Regions from separate parts of the Cricetulus griseus genome. Here region 2 is linked to region 1. Evidence: chromatin contacts called from public Micro-C data. All regions are on one chromosome and are shown on one strand. The core of a region is the stretch at or near the end of the contact, and the rest is flanking DNA. Distances in the headings are between cores, read along the strand shown. Region 1 holds the start of LOC100774416 (tRNA (guanine(10)-N2)-methyltransferase homolog). Region 2 holds the start of Ncoa7 (nuclear receptor coactivator 7).

Region 1 (2,974 bases), core at 348-2,847:
TTTCATTTTTTCCATTTTCTTTTTCTAAGAGCCCTCCCCCCCCCTTTTTTTTAATCTCTGTCTATCCTTGACTGTCCTGGAACTCACTCTGTAGATATAATTGTGGCTTGTGCCACAATTGTTCAGCTATTTCTAAGAGCCCTTAAAGATAATTTCTATCAATACAAATGCCAGCCATGGTATTTATGTATATTATATGTATATCTGTGCCTCATACATAAAAAGTAAGACACTGCCTTTGGAATGGGTATGCTCTCTGCTAAGACTATGTGGTATGTAACCTTGCTCAAACGAATTCTGAAAAATACAGTAAGAAAACTATACAGAGATCCGTGAAGTGAAGAATTTTCTCTGACCTCTGTTGGAAAAGTTTCCCAAACAGATTCTTCATAATGCTGGTAACTGATTATTCCAAATCAAATAATTTCCTCTGTACTTAATTATATAACTATACCAGACCTTGAATAAGCCCAATCGGTTCAGGTGTTTACAACAAATAAATGTGTGATGACAATTTTAAATGCAAGATGATTAATCGCTCTAAAAAAGATTAACTCTTTACTCGTGATGATGGGGTGTAAAAAAAAAAAAGAGCCAGAGTAAAGGGGGAGTTTTATGGAATAATGATTTACAGGCACGGCAAGACTGCTGCAATCTAGAACTCGCACCAGCTACGATTACCTGCATTTGATCTGCACAGGACTGAACCTGGCAATATCTTGTAATGAAAAGGGGAGGAGCTCACGGTTGGTGCGGGAGGACGAAACACTTTCTTGGGTGGCGTGGCCACTTGAAAGCCATGAGCTGGTAAGTGACGGTTCGACTTCAGATCCAGTCCAGAAACCCCATTCCGGCCTATTTTCAAGCAAACTCAGACTTCTTCCCCAGGCCCATGATCTATTTTCTGCTCGCTGTCACCTCCCTACCGACAGCAGAAGTATGCCGAATTGACAATGACTGACTAGAGAAGAGGGAGCCCCCCCTGTGATAACAGCAAGGGCGCAGAGTGCATTGCGTGGCAAACGGGTGCAGAGGGAGACGTGGGTGCCTGACTCCTATCGCTACCATCTCTCTCAAAAGAGCAGCCAAGGCGCCACTGCAGACCTCTGGGTCCCCGCAGCTCGGCGGGTCCGCGCAGAGCCAGGGGCAGCGGGCAGGGGCGGGAGGTCTGGTTCCCACCCACCCACCGCGCCATCGCCGCCCACCTCGCAGTGCAAGAGCTCCGTGTCGGGTTCCTTCCCCGCCGCGATGCGGCAGAACACGCAGGCGCTGTCGTAGTCCCCGGGCTCCGAGGTCCCGGGCGAGGACGCCGCAGGTCCCGCTTTGGGGGCTGCCACACTGTCAGGAGGAGCCCGGTCCCCAGCTAGGTCCGCTTGCTTCTCAGCCATGGCGGCCGAGAGGCACGTCAAGCCCAGCCCAGCTGAGGAGGGCCCGCCGCGCCCGCGCGCGCGCGCGACTGCCGGCCCAGGAGTCGCCGCCCCTGCCTGGCCTTCCTAGCGACAGCAAGCTGGCGCTCGGGCAGCGCCACACTCCGGGAGAGGGAGCCGAGCGACGGCGCGCGGCCTCGGACCCGGCCTCCATTAGAGGGCGAGCGAGGACGTCTCCAGGACCCGCCCCTCCCCCGCGCGGCGCGCCGATGATGACGCGCTGCCGCGCCGATGATGACGTGCTTGCTCAGCCGCGGGAGCCCGCTACCCCAACGCCTTGTTCCGCGCTCGCTGCCTGAGGTGCTTGGGAGTTGCCAATGACCTTGGTCTAAAGTGCAAGGGCGTTGTTCACCGCTTCTCTGCAGTGGCGCTGCCATCACGAAAAGAAACAGTACAAAAGAAAAGTTTGGTTTTTTTAAGGCTTTAAAAGGACGAGCAAAGTCAATGTCCCGTGTTTGCCGTGTACTTGTTCGGCCACAGTAATTTCAGGGTCTGAAACTAAAAAAGGCCAAACTGAACTTCACACCTGTTTATTTTTTGTCGTGGACGGTACAGTGTAAACCCAAACAAGGATCTTTCCCATCGCATATATGTCACGTACAAAGAAAAGACAGTACTTCAGGAGTTCCCCGCTAGCTCTTGGGCTTGTATGATTTGGTTGGTTCATTGCAAGAATGTTCTCTTCCTCCCCTAGGATTTAGAAGTGGGGAGAATTTGGTAACAATTATGCCCGCTGAGAAAGTACCTTAGGTGTGATTTGACCTCAGCTTTTACAATACATAGCTGAACACCAAATATGCACTGTTTCTTTAATTGTGAAGCTGCCCAAGAATGATTTTTTTTTTTACTTACAGCTCTACAGAAAGAAATAGATTCAGAGTTTTTTTCCTGTCACATAAATGATGACACAGTTCAACATTTATGGATTCTAGAATCCATAGAAATTTTTTGTTATTGTTATACACTTTTGTTTTGAGATGAGGTCTGGATGAGTAGCCAAGGCTGGCCTTACCTGGGAGTCTTCCTGCCTCAGCCTCATAGTACTGTGCTGGCCACGCTTCTCTTTTGAGGCTGAAATTTTACATGGAATCTTATTATAATAGTTGTGACACTGGTGCCTGTTGATTTAATAACAACAATAATAGTTACTTAGTGTGATATTGCATTCTGTAATGATGTTAGGTGAATTAGGCAGTTGTCCAAAACAGTAACATATGTTAGGTAAAAGTACATACACGTTCAAGACACGTTTCATTCACTTTGTAGTTAGCCACCTGGGTGGAGAATCACTATAGTAGCTTCACAGATCCTCAGAAGGGGAGATAGAATTCAGAATCAGAAAATTAGACCTTGCCAAACTTAAGTATTATTATTTTCCTTTTGTGTTTTATGCCTGTATGTATTATACATAATATATTATACCTATATTATTATATATTTTATGTATAAGTACACAAATATGTTCTTATTTGTATATGTACTTGGGTACTTGTGCTGCCTCTTGGACCGTGGGAAGGAGGTAATGTACAGATCTTTTTGTGGCTGTA
Region 2 (2,974 bases), core at 137-2,636, 170 kb after region 1:
GCTCGTCTACATTTTAGCAAAAGAGATAGGAGGAACAAATTAGCTGATCCCGCTTTTTAAAAAATGCAATGACATAGTCTACTCCAGCTAGTAAAAAGGCAACGGCCTCCTCCCCAAGGAAGCCGCGCGCCAACCTGTCCTTCCAAGCACCCCCACGCCCTACCCCGAGGGTCCCCAGAATGTTGGCGGGAAGGGTCCAGCGCCCCTGCGCCCCTGCGCCCCAGCTCGGTCTCGACTGTTCCAGCAAAGCGTTTCAGGTCTCCCGGGGGCTGCGCTCAACGCCATTAGCACACCTCGGTGTGCTGGCAGCCCAGGAGGGAGGCAAGTTTGGGGCTGCCGGTGGCGGTGCCGGTTCTCCTTGGCCGCAGCATCAGCAGCGGGTGGCCTCCAAGGCCGGGCCCCGCCTCGGCCACCTACCTACTGGGCGGGGGCTCCGCGGCTCGGGGCGAAGTGGCTCGGGCGCACGCATTTCTGGGAGCGGTGGCCTCTGCTGCTGGGCGCGGGGAGCGCATCCTCCGGGGTGGGAGGAGGGGAGGGGACGGCGGTGGGGAGCGGGGGGGGGGGCGGAATCGTGTGCCGAGGAGGAGCCAAGGGAGGCGACAGGAGCGGCGGGGTGCGCTCCTGCGGGGTCCCCAAGTCCCGGATCTGCCCGGAGCTGCCACCGCCGGGATGCTCGAGGCCTCGCCCAGGTGCCTGCAGCGGCGCCCACCGTCAGGCACCGGCCGCGCTCCGGGCGGAAGGCGGGGAGCTGCGGTGGCGCGACGCCCGCCCGGCGCCCGCCTCTAGCTCCGCCCGACTCGGGGCGCGCGCTGCGCTCGTCCGCTGAGGCGGGGGCCCGAGAGCTCCGCGGCCAGGCTAAGCGGTTCGGGCTGCAGCCACGGCATCTTGCCTGCCCGGTGTGACCTCGGGGCGGCAGGCGGAACAGTCCGAAGTGGCGCGGGTTCCCCAGCACCCGGCCCGGCGGCTCCGCCCCGGAGAGCTGCGCGCGCGGCCTCCGCAGGCCTGGGCCCTTTGTGACGCTGCCCGGGGCGACCATCAGGCCATATGTGTACCGGGAACCGTCTGCTTACCTGGCCCCTAATCGCATCCCCTCTAGCTACGGTCTGGATCTTGGAGGGAAATGAAGCTTAGGGGTACAGCAGGAGTTAGAGCACCTGCTGGAGTCTTAAAATCCCTTTACTTTCCCTTCCAGCTCTAGGACCACGGGCCACCATAAATTCATCCTTCTGTCTTTTCCGGCATTGCCTTTGGCAACCGGGCCTACTATCTTCTCCCTCTCCGGTCCCCGGTTCAACATCCTGTAAGCTGCCAAATTGCAATCATTATAGCCAAAGCAATGTAGCAATTGGGCGGTCCAGCCAGCTCTTGGCTGAGACTGGAGAGAAGAAGCTCGTTAGGAAGGTTTTTGCATCAGCCCAGGGAGCTGTGCCTGTGAGATCCCTCCCTGGTATTGGATGCCGCTCCCTTTACAGTCCCGTGACGAGCACCGCAAGATGACTCGGAGGATCTGACTGTGAAGATCACTCTTAAATACAGGAAGAAAAAAAAAAAAAAAAAGCTGCAGCTGGTATGATAAGATTGGTGTGTCCGAAGCCATCCACACAGTACATAGCGGCCTCCCCAGGTTGCCGCTGCTGCTTCTTGGTGCTTCTAGTCCTGAGAGCGGAGCAAAGCACTGAACCATAGTGACTTTAGGATTTCAGCTGCAGTGATGTTAGATTGTCTTGCAAATATGGAATCATCTCCTGGTTTGCACTGACCATCAGGAGATTATGACTTCGGGTTTACATCATTATGGTCTGAGTAGGAGAGACCTCTCCTTTTCCTTTAGTCACCTTATTGGTAAAATGACTTAGCCTTTAGCAGGAGAAAAATGGATTCCTAAAATATAGAGATGCTTCTGCGTGGATCAAAAGAAAAGCATGGCTTGAGGTCTCCAGAAGTTTGGTAGTGGTCTCACAATTCTTTGATATGTGCTATTATGGTTTTGAAATCTAAGCTTAATTTTTAAAAATCCAAGAAAACGCACACACACACACACACACACACACACACACACACACAGAAAGAGAGAGAGAGAGAGAGAGAGAGAGAGAGGTGGCATAGTCCTGTAATCCCAGCTCTTGGGGGGGGGCTGAGTTAGGAAAATACAGAATTCAAGGCCAACCTCAGCTACTAACCTAGGCTATATGTTTCCAAAAGCAAAATATAAATTTAAAAAGAAAGGAAAAACATCATGTCAAGTCCAAGTTGTTATAAGATAGCTGAGATTTGGGGAGGGGAGAGTTAGCATCTTGGAGGTCAGAGTGGAACAGGGCAGTGTCTGAGCTGTATTGTCCTGGGTGGGCAGGGGTCACATGATTCAACCCTGTTCTGAGAATGGCTGATGAATCTAAAGCCCCACATAAGTGATAGATATAATGGTTCTGCTATTTTGCCCCAATTCAGAATGACCCCACTGCAGGGATGAAGACATGCATAGTGATGTTAGAGAAAGTTCGGGAAATCACTTGGAAGAAGTACTTGCAGTTTGCTTAACAAAGTGTCCAAATCTTGAGTGCAGTTTCTGCAGAAAATCTTCACTGAGCTCCAGGTACTGTTTCCCCTCTTTTAACCCCTTTTGTGTCCATGAACTCTTAGCTTTGTAGAGGAATAAAGTAAGCCTTGATTTCTTTTCTCTTAGGCAAAGGTATAACTGAGTGTGTGTTTGAAGTGGTGACTATTGCTGAAGAAGTGTTCCTCAGCCTTTCAAAAGCATGGCAGATAATGTTACTATCTTCACTAGCTCCTCTGGGATTACATGAAGTCTCACATGCTAACTATAGTTTGTCACTACAGTGGATGTCTGAATAGAGCAAGGAGTTCCATCTTCCATGGTTGGGGGGCCGCTCCTAATTTAAAGATTATTCATCATTCTTTTTCATTACCAGGCATTGACTGATTCATCTGAGTCTTGTCTTCACAGAGAAATTAA

The links. A called contact is a pair of places that touch in the nucleus more often than the background predicts.
Region 2: a Micro-C map of the CHO-K1 cell line shows a contact between it and region 1, with 7 times the contacts expected there. The contact joins the promoter of Ncoa7 here to the promoter of LOC100774416 in region 1. A contact is called at or near these places in 7 of 8 Hi-C or Micro-C datasets (the CHK-Q cell line, the CHL-YN cell line, the CHO-K1 cell line and 3 more).

Annotation. Positions count from the first base shown.
Region 1 is chr2:248,927,553-248,930,526 of CriGri-PICRH-1.0, forward strand. It overlaps LOC100774416 (tRNA (guanine(10)-N2)-methyltransferase homolog), which reads right to left and starts at 1,598. Exons shown (of 16, transcript XM_027398419.2): 1 at 1,206-1,598. The coding sequence starts at 1,388.
Region 2 is chr2:249,093,260-249,096,233 of CriGri-PICRH-1.0, forward strand. It overlaps Ncoa7 (nuclear receptor coactivator 7), which reads right to left and starts at 1,387. Exons shown (of 16, transcript XM_027398425.2): 1 at 1,071-1,387.